Linked DNA regions of Mus musculus: regions 2, 3 and 4 are each linked to region 1. The links are chromatin contacts, called in public Hi-C, HiCAR-type and promoter capture Hi-C maps. All regions are on one chromosome and are shown on one strand. The core of a region is the stretch at or near the end of the contact, and the rest is flanking DNA. Distances in the headings are between cores, read along the strand shown. Region 1 holds the start of Dnajc2 (DnaJ heat shock protein family (Hsp40) member C2). Region 2 holds the start of Rint1 (RAD50 interactor 1). Region 3 holds the start of Nupl2 (nucleoporin like 2). Region 4 holds the start of Slc4a2 (solute carrier family 4 (anion exchanger), member 2).

What was found. Promoter capture Hi-C pulls out the DNA fragments that hold promoters and counts their contacts. A called contact is a pair of places that touch in the nucleus more often than the background predicts. HiCAR-type assays count read pairs that join an accessible place to other places.
Region 2: a contact with region 1 is called in a promoter capture Hi-C map of pre-B cells, with 9 times the contacts expected there. The contact joins the promoter of Rint1 here to the promoter of Dnajc2 in region 1. A contact is called at or near these places in 10 of 39 promoter capture datasets (3T3-L1-derived adipocytes, the C10 cell line, the HPC-7 cell line and 6 more), 4 of 484 Hi-C or Micro-C datasets (CD4 T cells, embryonic stem cells, erythroblasts and 1 more), 4 of 115 datasets of contacts at active chromatin or transcription factors (astrocytes, epiblast stem cells, large pre-B cells and 1 more) and 2 of 9 other capture datasets (adipose tissue and liver).
Region 3: a contact with region 1 is called in a Hi-C map of pro-B cells, with 7 times the contacts expected there. The contact joins the promoter of Nupl2 here to the promoter of Dnajc2 in region 1.
Region 4: a HiCAR-type map of astrocytes shows a contact between it and region 1, with 4 times the contacts expected there. The contact joins the promoter of Slc4a2 here to the promoter of Dnajc2 in region 1. A contact is called at or near these places in 1 of 484 Hi-C or Micro-C datasets (B cells) and 1 of 115 datasets of contacts at active chromatin or transcription factors (astrocytes).

The regions. Positions count from the first base shown.
Region 1 is chr5:21,783,623-21,786,748 of GRCm38.p6, forward strand. It overlaps Dnajc2 (DnaJ heat shock protein family (Hsp40) member C2), which reads right to left and starts at 1,543. Exons shown (of 17, transcript NM_009584.4): 1 at 1,367-1,543. The coding sequence starts at 1,430. Psmc2 (proteasome (prosome, macropain) 26S subunit, ATPase 2) reads left to right here and starts at 3,125. Exons shown (of 12, transcript NM_001368661.1): 1 at 3,125-3,126.
Region 2 is chr5:23,785,653-23,789,298 of GRCm38.p6, forward strand. Rint1 (RAD50 interactor 1) reads left to right here and starts at 2,059. Exons shown (of 15, transcript NM_177323.4): 1 at 2,059-2,230; 2 at 2,638-2,683. The coding sequence starts at 2,189.
Region 3 is chr5:24,163,166-24,166,706 of GRCm38.p6, forward strand. It overlaps Nupl2 (nucleoporin like 2), which reads left to right and starts at 1,798. Exons shown (of 7, transcript NM_153092.4): 1 at 1,798-2,038. The coding sequence starts at 1,912. It also overlaps a transcript of Klhl7 not described here.
Region 4 is chr5:24,422,951-24,426,561 of GRCm38.p6, forward strand. Slc4a2 (solute carrier family 4 (anion exchanger), member 2) reads left to right here and starts at 2,282. Exons shown (of 23, transcript NM_009207.3): 1 at 2,282-2,485. Cdk5 (cyclin-dependent kinase 5) reads right to left here and starts at 614. Exons shown (of 12, transcript NM_007668.4): 1 at 499-614. The coding sequence starts at 535.

The sequences.
Region 1 (3,126 bases), core at 293-2,792:
TGTGAGAAGGGAAGGCAAGAAACGAGTAATAGTAATAAAAAAAATGATAAAAAGCTACCAAAAAACAAAGACTGCACACTCATGCGATCTTAATTATTAACAGATTAGCTATTAAAATGGTTAATAATTCTAAGGATTCTCTAACAATAATCTGTTGAAATAGACAATTTTCCAAGCCAATGCTGAGAACTCATTACCGTTTCTATGTCTTAATAACACAGGCTGGATGTAAACCCAGAATTTCAGGGCTTTAATCTAGAACTGTAAATTTCTTGAAACAGATTGAATCATTTCAGGATGGAAACAATACCTATCTCACCCAGTTCCTAGAATATTCGAATGCAGTTTTAAAGCTTTAAACTGTTGTAGAGAAAGTAACATGGAATAAATAACTGTAGATATGTATAACAGAAATTAAAAAATGGTAATCTGTGTCAGGAAAAAAGATCATAATTTTAATTTCTTAAGAAATCAAAGGGCAATTTTCTGGTGCACAATTTGTGGGCATCATTTTCTAAGACCCTTTCTTTTTCACGTTTTAACTGGCTTATGATATTAAGATTTCCTCCACCTAACACAGGAGAGGAGTCAAACGCGAAAATGAACCGGCTGAGTAGCGGGGGCGTGGCTTTCAAAACCGTGTCTTGGAAGCCTTTCCCTCACTACAGGATTACCGCGACACACAAACGCAACACGTGCCATGGGAAACATTTAAAAATTATATTCAACAAGTGCCCACGGTAAGCGGCTATGGGAATTAATGTAGATCATTAAAATGAGAGACCCGACACTTGAAATACTTTCTGGCGTGCAGGGCTATAAACCAAAACCCCTACAGCAGGAGGCTAAGTTGTGCTTTTAACCATCCTTGGTGTACGCCAAGCTGTCCAGGAGCATTCACAGGGGGCTTCCAACGGAATGAGGAAGTTCTGAGTTCCGACAAGCAAAATACACAGCCGGGAGCAAAGGTGGAGGCGAAGGGCTGAACAGCGTTTACAAGGCTTTGTATCTCTCCCGGCACGCGGGTGCGTGCAGCGGGGTCGCTCCGCCGTGGGCAGGGGGGGTGCCTTAGGGGGCCTTTCGGGGTACAGGAGGGCTCGGTCCTCAGCTGTTCAGCCCGCTCCGTGAGTCAGCAGCCTCACCAGGATGAAGGAACCACAGGTGCACAAGGAAGACGCCCCCACCCTCCTTTCCGAGAAACCGGGGACACTTCAAATTACAGCACTGAGCAGCAGGGGCTCGTCACAGTCCCCCGAGTCCCGGAGCAGATTGCCGGGGTCAAGGCTACCGAGCCAGGGGTTGCTAGGGACAGGGCTGGGGCAGGGGCGCCCGAGGCAGGGCGGAAACTGGGTTGGTGGGCACGTACCGGAGGTCAGAGCGTGGGTGATGGCGGTGCCCTGGCCCTCCGCGGCGCTCGGCAGGAGCAGCATGCTGGTTGGGGCTGGTCCCGCGGACGCCGCGGCTCACGGCCGGCAGGCAGGGCCCTCCGCGTCCGCACTACCTGTGGTCTGAGCCTCGCGCCTAGGCTTTACGCCCCGGAGCCGGCGCATGGAGACGACCAGTGAGCACTTCCGGGATGGGGCTCGCACGGCGCGGCCGCCAACCCCACCCCCACGGCCTCGCGCCAATGCGCGCGGCCGCCTACTTCCTCTGTGACTCTAAACCGACCGGAGACCAAGGAGCTCGAAGGAACAGTTCCTAGACGCATCAGTTCCTACGTGAAAAGGATTGTTTTGGTTTTTGTTTTGTTTTTTTGTTTGTTTTTTCACGTGAGAGCAAGACGGAGGAAATAATTTTGAAAAAGAACTTCACTCACTTTTGTCACCCAGGCCGGCCTCTAACTTGTGAATATCCTGTTTAAATCTCCCAAGTGCTGAGCTACCACCAATCTCTAGGTACCTCATAAAAGTGGAATCATATAACTATATATCATTGTATTGTTATATTAATAATGTTATATATTATAACATTGTCTCTATGTGAGCGGTGTATTCACTAGTATAATGGTCACAGAATTTATTTTTTTAAGGCCAAATAATACTATATTCCCATAACCACATTTTTGTTTACCCATCTTATGTATTTGGGTACTTGGGTTATTCTTCATTTGGCCTTTGCTAATGCAGCTATAAATAGGGCTGTACACGGATCTCTTTGAAATCCTATTTCCAACTTTTTGGCATTTGATATTTAGCAGTAGGATAACTAGTTTATATAGATTTTATTTTAGTTATTTTCAGTTTTTCGCAAGCACTGCAGTATTTTACACCAACAGTGTAAACAGCATCTATTTTTTTTTTCAACATCCGGTCAAACTTTCTTTTTAAACATAATAGTGATCCATGGGTCGGTCATGGTGGCGCACAGCCTTTGTCGCAGCAGATACCTCTAAGTTCTCAGACAGCCTGATCTGTTGCTAGATAGCCAGGACCACGCAGAGCCAGTCTTAAGAAGGAGAGAGAGAAAGAGAGAGGGGAAGGAGGAGGAGAAGGAGGAGGAGGAGGAGGAGGAGGAGGAGGAGGAGGAACCATCCTAAAGAGAATGACGTGCTTTTGATTTTAACATCCTTTCATGCGTCCGTTTATTGGCATTTGTGTATCTCCTCTAGAGAAATATGTCCAAATTCTTTACCTACTTTCCTTCCCTCTATCTTTTAATCTTCCCTCCTCCTTTCCTGTCATAACAACCAGATTCCTTTCTTGTTGTGGATCTTTGTATAACCTGGATACACACTCCCTAACAGAAATGCATTATCTTTATTCAATTTGTAGATCTAGCCACCAATTAACTGCGTCCAAACTGCCAGGCATTCTACAAGGCCTGCTCTGTAGCGCCTTTCCAGTCTTGCGAGGCAAACTATTTAGAGATGAAATAAACTACCCGCCTATGTGTATTATTTACTAGTGACTAAATCACGATTTTAGGTCATCAACTGAGCTAGGGCTAATCTTGGACGTTCCTATTCGGGTATCTAAAAAAGACTGGAGTTGTGAGGGAGCGGGGTGAACACGCGTTTCCTTCCACCAGACAACCCTTCCTCCCGTCAGCCGTGCGTGCAGTCCCCAGATGTCCAGGGAACCGGCGCCCGGGCGCGGAGCTACTTCCGGTGGGGAAGAGAAAGGGAAG
Region 2 (3,646 bases), core at 809-3,308, 2.0 Mb after region 1:
TCACTACAGTCACATATATTTAGTTCAGACTTGTGGCTTCTACATTGTCTTCCTCTAAGATTATTCTCTGTAGTTACCTACCTAAATTCTTTCATTTGTCTTTAATCATTTTATTAATTCTTTCTTTCTGTTTTTTTTTCCTTTTTAAGATAGATGCTCAGTATATAGCCCAGGCTAATCCCAAATTCAAGAGCCTCCTCCCTCAGTCTCAAAAGCACTGCAATTATAAACTTGTGGCATCATGCCTAGCCCATTTCACTAATTCTTGTACAGCTGCACATTCTTGGGGCTAGGGTAAATTAATACCTTAATGTCCTAAGGTCAGCAGACTCAGATACAGCTATATGGTATAATATAGCCTAGATCCTGTTTTAATTTTAAATTTTTAAATTTTATTATTTTTATTTTTTAAAGTGTGTGGATGTTTGCCTGTATGTGTGACTGTATACCAGGTGTGTGTCTGGTGTCCAGAGAGTTCAGAGAGAGAGTCAGATACCCTAGAATTGAGTTACAGACAGAGAGCTGTCAGCTGCTGCGTGGGTGCTAGAAAGTGAACCTGGATTCTCTGAAAGAGCTGCTAGTACTCTTAGTTGCTGAAGCCATCTCTCCAGATCCTGTTTGTCTGTCTGTCTGTTTGTTTATACGGGGTTTCACTATATAGCTCTGTCTATCCTTCAACTCACTATGTAGATGAGGCTGGCCTTGAATTCATAAAGATTCACCTGCCTCTGCCTCCTGAGTTGTGGGATAAAAGGCATGCACCACCATACCCGGCTCTTATTTATTTATTTTTTTTCATTTTATGTGTATGGGTGTTTTGTCTGCATGTATGTCTACACCTCAGTGAGTTTTCTTCTCACGGAGTAGTTTCTGTTTCCTCTAAAGATTTTTGTTTGTTTGTTTGCTTGTTGTTTTTTTTTTTTCTGTTTTCTCCCCATTTGTTTGGTCTCAAAGGCATTGCCTTCCAGGGTTTGCCTGTCAAATTTCCATGTTCTCTACCTATCCCTTGCTTCTAAGTAATTCAGTTCCTCCTCCCTGGAAAACAGTAGAGGTTTAGGGGGCTTTGCCCAGCAAACTGGATGCCAGATTTTGAGTGCTCTTTCTCTGTCTGACTCCCAGAATGTTTCAACCCTCCTACAAACAGATCTGGACCTTCCAGTTCGAAAATATATGAAGGAGTGTTCCTTTTGTCTAGCTGTCCTTCAAAGCTTACTCTTGAGTCTACAAAAGAGGTTACTTAGTCCCTACCTTTTAAATGGAGTATTTTTTTCTGTACAACGCTTAAACAGTAATAACTATTAGTTACAGGCTGAGGCAGGCGGATTTCTGAGTTCGAGGCCAGCCTGGTCTACAGAGTGAGTTCCAAGACAGCCAGGGCTACACAGAGAAACCTTGTCTCGAAAAACCAAAAATAAATAAATAAATAAATAAATAAATAAATAAATAAATAAATAAATAAATATTAGTTACCTTTGCACGTAGACTTTTGTCTCTCTAAGACTGTGAAATATAGAAAGAGCACTTTGACACTCCTACCTAGTACCACGTGGGCCAAGTATGGAACTCCGGTGTCTTGGTGGCAAATGCTTTTATGCGCTGAGCCATTTTGAGATAGGTGTTGTTCTAGCTGATACCGAATTCACTTTATAGAGCAAGCTGGCAGGGACTAGTGGCAATCTTCCCGCCTCCGCTCCCGACTTGTGGCTCACCATCCTAAGGGTATCATGAGTATTTTCTCCTCCCCTCCTTCCTCTCCCCTCCTTGAATTCAGTGTGTAGCTGGAGTTGACTTTGAACTACTGGTTTTCCCGCCTTCACCTCCCAAACGGTGGAATTCCAAGTGTGAGACACCATGCCAGGGCCGAATTTTATTTTTAGTAACTCCAAAGAAGTGGAGAGAGCTCCTGCACAGAACTCAGCAGCCTGGGAAGCAGTAGGGCTGCCAGGTTCCCTGAGCGGCCAACATGACATCCAACCAGCAGGGGGCGCCACAGAACAGGACAGCGGCGCGCAGATATGCCTCTCTAGGCCAAGAGAACGGAACCAGAGAGTCGGTGATAGGAAGTCGAGGTGGCGCTCAACCCTGCGTCCCAGAAGGCTGGTCTGGTCGCCCAGTCTGTGTGTTCCCTAGCCGGACTCTGCAGGCCGGGCTGGCGGTGCATGGAATCCAGAATTCGTGCGGAGGCAGGATGCTTGCGGCTGACGATATCGGCGAAGTGCCGGCAGCCCCGGTGAGGCGTCCCTGGAAACCCGGGGAAGGGACGCTGGTGACCCTGCGAGGTGGCACAGACCCCACCTCCGCCCCGGGGACAGGTTACCTTGGAAGTGGTTTGGCGGTGGTTCCCACGGCCGGAAGCAGGCAAGGGAGTCCCTGGGGAGGTAGTCACAGTGCAATGTCCGATGTCCCAGAAGATGACAGTTTTGAGAGTTGGCGGGAAAGTGGCCTCGGTGCCCGGGCAGAGTAACTCGGACCCTGGGGAGGTGGTCCAGACCTCTGGGAAGGTGGCAGTAGTGTCAGGCATGCCCCTGGGAGAGGCGCCTAGGACCTCTCCGCCCGTCAGTATGGGACCTTTCGGAGCGCTGTATGAATTCCACTTACTTCAGTCTAACTTGTTTGCCACACCTGTTTTTCTGCCAGTGCTGCCCCGAGAGTGGTGACGAAACGAAGAACACAGACGTGAAAAGTAAGCAGGCTTTAAACCCTTAGTTCTTTTTGTCTAGCTGCCCTTCGAAGCTCGCCTTTTCAGAGTCTGCAAAAGAGTTTCTTAGTCTGCTATCTTTTCAATGGAGTATTCTTTCTGTACAATGTTTAAACAGTAATAAATATTAGTTATCTTTGCACGTGGACTTTTGTCTCTCTAAGACTGTGAAATATAGAAAGAGCACATTGACGCTCCTTCCTAGGACAGTGACTGGTTTGGCTTCACTGGGACCTGCCATTTTAATGAACTGTCAGCTCGTTATCAGGTATTTAGAGGGGTTATGCTGGTCACTGTTACTGGGTTCTAGGAAGAGGTTTGATAATAGGTTAATTGTACTTTTGCCTTCAGTGAGTAAGTAATTACAGTTTGCTGCAGGTAGCCCACACCTTAGGTCCCAGGGCTTGGTCTGGGTAGGTGACATGGAAAAGACCCAGTACCTAGGACAGGAAACTATGTCAGACTCCTGGATATTTGTTATTTCACTTGAGATAAGCGTAGCAGGTTATTAGGAATCCAGCACCCTGAAGGGGCTGTTTTTGTTTCTCTCTCTCTCTCTCTCTCTCTCAATCTCTCTCTCTCTCTCTCTCTCTTTAACCAAGGTGGAGCGTAACCCAGGTTCGCCCCAGACTTTTGTGTGACTAAGGATGACCTTGGACTCCAGATCCACAGTCTTCTATTTCACAGATGTCACATGCCCAACCTCTTTAGGAGCTTTTGAAGTATTTTTTAAAGATTTATTTATTATTATATCTATGTACACTGTAGCTGTCTTCAGACACACCACAAGAGGGCGTCAAATCTCATCATGGGTGATGGTGAGCCAGCATGTGGTCGATGGGACCTGAACTCAGGACCTTTGGAAGAGCAGTCAGTGCTCTTAACCTCTGAGCCATCTCTCCAGCCTGAAGTATTTTTTAAAAAGCCCTTATGTTAACAGTTAAGCTC
Region 3 (3,541 bases), core at 548-3,047, 2.4 Mb after region 1:
CATGGGTTTTACTTTTGAGAATCACAATTTGAGTATGAATGTTTAGTAGACAAAACTTGTTCCATATTATAACAGTAACTGTGGCTCTGTGGTCTAGTTTTTAAAACTTGTCATTATAGTGTCATGAAAATGTTTGAGTCATGAGGCATTTTAATACACCAATATCAAAATGTGCCATTTAATAAAGTTATTCAACTAAATCTATATTCTTTTTTGACTGTTTGCATTAGGTAAAATCCAATTTACTCCATCCAATATGGCACCAAACCAGTTCTCATTAAACTTCAGTAAACTGGTATTATGAAAGAGCATTTTGTGGGTTGCAGCATTAAATCCTGATTGATCCTTTTGAACCCCTTAATTTTTCCTCCAAAGATTTTTAAGGTTTCACTCTGATATTACCAGTTTTACTCCTTTTAAACATAACTCAATTTGTTGTGGGCGGGTGTGAAGATTCAAAATAGTGGCAGTTCTCACTTTGGTAAGCTGAGGCAGGAGGATGACTGAGACCATGCTAGATTACACCTACATATAGAGCTATCTAGATTGTGTTTCCTATTACTATGACAAACCCTGGTAAAAGCAACCTCAGAAGCATGTGTTGATTCTGGCTCACAGATTAAGGTACAGTCTAGCACAGCTTGGACGGGATTTCAACAGGAGCATGAGACAGCTGGGCACATTGTATTTGCAGTCTAGCAACAGCAATGGATGTTCAACTTGAATTTGCCTTTTTATTCAGTGTGTGCCCACTCCTTTGAGAATGCAGTCCTCATTAAGGGTACATCTTTCCAGTTCAACCTTTGTGAAAGCATCTTCACAGACATGCTCAAAGGTGTGTATCTATGGGGATCTAAGTCTGACCCTCCAAGTCCAGAGATTTGTGTCTATGGTGATTCTAAAAGTAATCAAGTTGACAGTATTTACCATCACAAGTGTTAGGATTACTAGTTAGAGTTTTGCTTTTGATCTCTCCATCCTCTAGCATAACCAAAATATAAAATGAGACTCAAGGTATACTTTGAGTCTGAGGAGTCTCTAAGCTGCCTTCAACTCTTAGTTTATCCCCATTCTCCAATTTTAATTTCCAAGAGCAATTTCATTTCATTGTTATATAATGTACTTGTTTTATACTGATACAGGGTCCTGCATGAGAACTGTAAAGATAATAAATGAAACGTAGTGGGTGTACGGTTTTGATCTTAGCACTAAGGTAGGTGGATTTCTGTGGGTTCGAGGCCAGCTAGTAAGACCGTATCTCAACAAAACAAACAAAACAAACAAAAAACAGTAAATTGGATACTTTCAGAAAACCTTTATCTGAAACTGCTCCTGAGGAAAATCGGGCTGCTTCTGTGTCGGTTTTACTCTTTGTCATTTTTCCTGATGAAATTTCAAAAGGCAACATTTACGTGAAATTTTAAGACATTACCGACTAAGAAACTAATAGATGCTTTTCGCCTGCATTGAGTCCTGTTTCCTGGTTACAGCTGGCTTTCTGTAAATAATCTCTCTTGATAAACAGATTTTTTTTCGTTGTTAAGCCCATTTTTACCTCCCCCCCCCCCAAGTAAATGTAAAGAACGAATGAGTCTCGCAGACTGTATACAGCCAACTAGAGGGTTGCTGGTTGTCTGCTATATCTGGTATTCTCTAGATTCGGGTCCGGGTTCAGGTCCGGGTCCGGGTCCGGGTCAGGGATCCAACGACCGCGTCCCATTTCAGCATACCCGAGCGCTGACAGCTCTGCTCTTCTTAAATCCCATTGGCTAAAGCCCACGCGGCTCACGGCACACTGGTCACAGAGCCTCTGGGCGCGGGGCGATGACGTCACACTAGCCGGGCCTCGGTTGCTGGAGCCTGGGCCCTCGCCGGCGACCGCGAGCAGGGTCGAGCTGGGACGGCGCTACCATGACCATATGCCAGTTTTTCCTTCAAGGCCGGTGCCGCTTCGGAGACCGCTGCTGGAACGAGCATCCCGGCGCCCGGGGTGCGGGCGGGGCTCGGCAGCCGCCACCGCAGCAGCAGCCACCCTCAGGTGACGGTCTGGGAGCCTTGAGCCAGGGCCACTTGCTGCGGACGCACACCTCCACCCCGGGCCCCTGCCCTGGCATGCGACGTCTCACCCCCAGTAGTTTGACAAGTCGTTTCTGATCGTCACACGTGGACAGGCGTTTGGACTTGGGTGCTCCTGTCAAACACTGCGTTTTTAAATTAGAGATATCTTCATCAAAACCTCCTTTTTGGTGAATGGCAGTGGTAGGGAGAATTCACGTGGGTTCATTCAGACCCCTTTCTCTACTCTTTCCCCTTCCTTGTCCGTGATCACAAGCTCTTAAAATCTGGGCTTTAGTTAGTAGCTTCCGACACTGGGTCAAGAACCTTACAAGTTTTGTGGAAAGGGTATTCAGGGGTTAGACATTAAACCAGCACAAAACAAGGTTTTAGAAGTCAGATAAATACGTTTTGTTCTCTTAATTTTGGAACCTAGTTTTTTGTTTGTTTTGGTTTTTAGGTTTTCAGAGATCGGCTTTCTCTGTGTAACAGCCCTAGCTGTCCTGAAAAACTCTTTGTAGACCAGGCTGGCCTTGAACTCACAGAGATCCACCTGCCTCTGCCTCCTGAGTGCTGAAATTAAAGTCATGTGCTACCACTGCCCAGTGGAACCTAGTTCGTGACGTTGTCAGTGGGTGCTTCTCTTTCCCCTTCTCTTTAAGGCTCCTCCAGCCCCTGTGTTCATGCTGGTTTCATATTTCCAGTCTTTTCGTGGAGGAGACAGATTGTATCATCTACAATGCTTCTAGTGAAAGACTCCAAATTAGGAGTCAGGTTCCGATAGATACTGGTATACTCCCAGGGACTGCTGAGAGGAATGTTTGCCATTTGGTCTCTGGAAACCTACTTTAAATGTAGTAATTTGCAAGTAAATGTTCAGTAGATAGATAATTAGGGGAAAAATACAAATAAAACTTTAGAATGAAAAGAAAGAAAAAGAATGCTTTGTAATTTTAAGGCCCACATTTGGGCCTTAAATACCTCTCTCTTTCCCTCTGCTCTGCTCCATCTTACGTAGCTTCCTGTTCCTCCTCCTGTGAGAGCTGGGCATATCCTATTCTGTCAAATTTTTCTCTGATTTGTCACTTTGTCTGGCACTCAATTAGATACCACTTTCAAACATAGCTGCTTCCTTCTACAGACTAACTTTACTTTCGATGTCTGAGATTAAAGCTGTGTACTAAAGGCATGTCTATTTCAGCCAGAGGAGTACTCTATCAGTCTGTTTTTAGTATATATTAAGTGATATATTTTCTAAATCCTAAGATAAATTACCTTTATCCTAGCATAAACTAGGAAGTGATAAGATTAAAAACAGTATCAAAACCTGAAACAAGTCCTATTGGCTTATTATTATTATTTTATGAGTTGTTAGAAATCTACGCTATACTTTACCTATTAGTAAGCTCTGCGATCTCTATATGAAGGATAGGTTGTGGGCATTGTGTCCACAAAGTAAAGACAGAGGCAAACACTTTTTAAATAC
Region 4 (3,611 bases), core at 1,032-3,531, 2.6 Mb after region 1:
CTCAGGGCAAAGGCCAGATGTGGAGTAGTTTTGTGAGTGAGGATGCCAAGGAGAAGGTGCCTAAAATAACTCAAGGCTTCAGCTGCAGGGAGAATCTGCCATAAACTCCCGGGTCGGGGGTAGGGTCGGGGGGTATCGAGGAGTCACCTAGGGGAGGAACGAAGGCCTGCAAAAATGTTAAGGTTGGAGGTTCTGCAATGAATTGAAGCAGGAATCCCAGGTGAGGTTTGCAAGTGATGCTGGGGCTAGGGACGAGAAATGCAGGAAGTGCCGCGGTTAGGAAGGCTGGTCCACAGAGATTGCTAAGGCTAAGAGCAAGAGTTTGCCGCAGATGCTAACACAGGGTTCGTTTCTGCACTGGGTGAGGGACTCAGCGGCCAGGGCTTTTGGCTAGTGCTGAGGTCGGAGCCTGCCGGTATAGCTGACGGTAAGGGAGCTGGGACTGCAAGTAGGGTCTTCAGAAAAAGACCTTGCAGGAACATCTCGTGGTTCCATTACCTTCCCCAATCTTCTCCAGTTTCTCGTATTTCTGCATTGCAGCGGCCGCGGGGACCCCTGCGGGCCCTCGGTTCTAAGACTCCCGGCCCTGGCGTTGCAGAGGAGGTGGTACTCACAGCTCCAGCCCCGCCCACCTGCTCACCACGCACTGGCATCTGGGACTTGTAGTCCCGGGGAAGCCATAGTTCCCAAGAATGCCTGTGGCGGAGGACACGCGGACTACAAAGTCCAACAGGCTGCGCTCGGGCTCTCTGCAGCGATCAACTCCAGGGACTCGTTTCCATCGCGGAGGCAAACCTTAAACTTCAACTCCCAGGAAGCATCGCGTGTCGGGCGTCTCCGCCAAGGCGCGGAGGCTCCCAGTGTGCCCCGCTCTTGTTATTATTCCTTTTCTGTGCTCACAGCCTTCCAGAAAAGGGCCTCTCCGGGACTACGCGTTCCAGAATACAGTGAGGGTGGGGGTGGGGTGCTCTCTGCTTGAAGTTTGCGTTTGACGGCCTAGATCCCGAGCGCTGTTGGCCCGGCTCTGACCTGGTTGGGTGTTTTGAGTCACCAGCGACCTCCTGACAGCTTCAGCACTAGTTTTCACCTCTCCTAGGCCACCTGGTGACCCCAGGACTGATTGGGGAATGATTCTGAGCGATGTCTTACTGCTGATGACCTCACAGGGACCAGCTGACCACAGGGCTGGGCAGCGAGACAGGTGTGCCCCGTTAGAGTCTGGATTTGAGTGGAAGGACACACGCCAGAGTCCCCTCTTTCTGCTGGGCCCATTTTATCGTCTCGAAACCCACCGGACTCCAGCGGCTCCACTTTGACATGCCGAGGCCAGCTGACTGGAGCCTGGGTGTCCCCCAGATCCCAGTCTTCAGAGCAGGCCCACTGGAGTCAGCCAGGGTGTGGCCCACGAAGACTGGCAGGTCAGTTACTTCCCTCAACAGACAAGACCACAGACAGTTGCTACACTTGGAGCAAGCAGCCTTTACCTCATCCTATAAAGGAGTTGATTATAGATTTTCTTGCACTACTCTCTAATTGTCTCATGATTGCATTCTTGAGGGCTGTGAACCGGGCGAAAATGGCCCCAAACAGCATTCCTCAGCGCGGAACCAGAGTAGGCGCTAACCGTTTGTCAATTAACTCACTTAAATCTGAGTGCTTTTGCATAAACAATATTGTGATTTACCCACGTGGCAGACTGAAGACGCATAAAGTGTATTCTTTATCTGAAATAATTGATAACTTAGTTGAGAAAACATGATGACACGCAAGGGTCTTTCAAATAGAGGTGTCAGCTATGAATAGGTTTCCATTTAGCCCGGAGGTAGTTCTAGCGAAAGGGAGGAATCTTCAACAAGTTGTCTTGTTTTCCATCAGTTCAGGGTCTTGGCCACCCAACCCCACCCACTCATTACTCCACATTCGCCTGCCACCCGTTCTCTCAAGCAGACACCGGGGCTTTCTTGGTGTTTCAGTGGTGTTATTTGGGCGGGGGCTCTGCAGAACCTTAACGTCAAAAAATCTGTAGTTCGACTCCCTGCATCTCAATTTCCTGGCCTACTCCACGCCCTCGATCCCCAACGTAAAGCTGGCTTCTTTCCTCACAGAGGTGGCTCACTAAAGCTAAGAGAAGGCGAGCCCGGAGCTTCGCCGCGGGTGGCGGGGGGGGGGGAACAGCCGGAAGGCCGCGCCGGCGGTGTCGGCGGTGTCGGGCTGTGCCTGGGAGCGCGCCCCCGCCGCGGAGGCTCAGCGTCCGCTTTCCGCCTCTCAGCTAGCCGCGCCGGGGGCGCGCACGGCGCGCTGCGGGGGGCGCGCACGCTGGAGGCTGGCCTGCCCGCAGCGCGGGGGAAAGTTGAGTTGGGAGAAGTTGGGAGCGGCGGGGGCGCGCCCCGGGGTGGGCACCGGGAAATCGTCGGGAGCGCGCGAGGGTTCCGGAGGATCAGGGGAGACCCGGAGACCCCCGGGACACGAAATCTAGAGCTAGCGGGTAAGCAGTTAGGTGGCGGAGAGGGAGGGTGAGGGCCGCGGAGGGGGGGGGGGGACTGGAGACTCGGGCGCCGAGGGAGTGGAACTGGAGGAAAGGGCGGGGACTGGGGCGCAGGGAGCGAGGTTTTAGGGAGAAGGATGGGGAGGCGAGTGGGAGTACGGGTCGGAAGCGAGATTCCGTGGTCCGCCTCTTAAGAGTTACCTAAAGCCAAGGTGCCGCGCCCCCTGTCACCAGGAGCGGGTAGTCTCAGGGAGCTACTGCCTTCAGCTCGCTCTCCCACTCCCGTGAGGGTTCCAGACGACCCTGTGCCCCAGAAACTCGCCACTTTGTGGGTTGCCTGGGACCGCAACTCCTCGGATCTCGGGATTGAGAGATGGAGCCATGAAAAGGGTTGGCGGGTCAGGTCAGGACAAGAGGTCAGACAGAAGGGGGAGCAGCTGGGTGAGGGTGGGAAGGACAAGCCTGAAGTTTGAGTCCTAGGGGACTGCCTTCTCTTCTGTAGGGAACTCCTTGCTTGGGTGTGGAGGGAGCGCTGCTTCAAATCTGGGTCCGTTTTATCAAACTCTCTCCGCCCCCCACCAGCCCCACAGCCAAGAGCTGTGGAATGTACGAATTCACTTGGGGAATGGTTAATGCTCGAGTGGGGGTCCGGACTGCTAATCCCTTGGGCTGGGGGAGAGACACTAATCCTTCGGGCCCGTCGGGGCTGGTCCGGGGAATGTGCCCCCACTAGGATTATCGGTACCGATGCTCTGGACAGAGGCTGCTTTGTATTCTACGACAGCAGGGAGGGGGGCATGGGTAGAGGGAGGAGGGCTTGGTGGTGAAACACACTGAGGGCAAAGCCTGGAGGTGGGAGTGAGCACCTGCAGGTGGTGAACACAGATTCCCTATACCCCCCTAGACCAGGTCCCCTCCCTCACACCTCTCCCCCACACTGACAGGCCCTGGCTGAAGGCCTGCTTAGGGGGGAGGTGGAAAGAGCAGTCAGCTGAGTTGGAGTTCTTGCCAGGAATGTGTGGCCCAGACTCCCCACCCTGGGCTGATCCCCCCAGACCTCTGTTATTTGACCCCATCTCATTGCCAAGGTAGCCATAAATCAGGCAACCACACATCGGCAGCACAC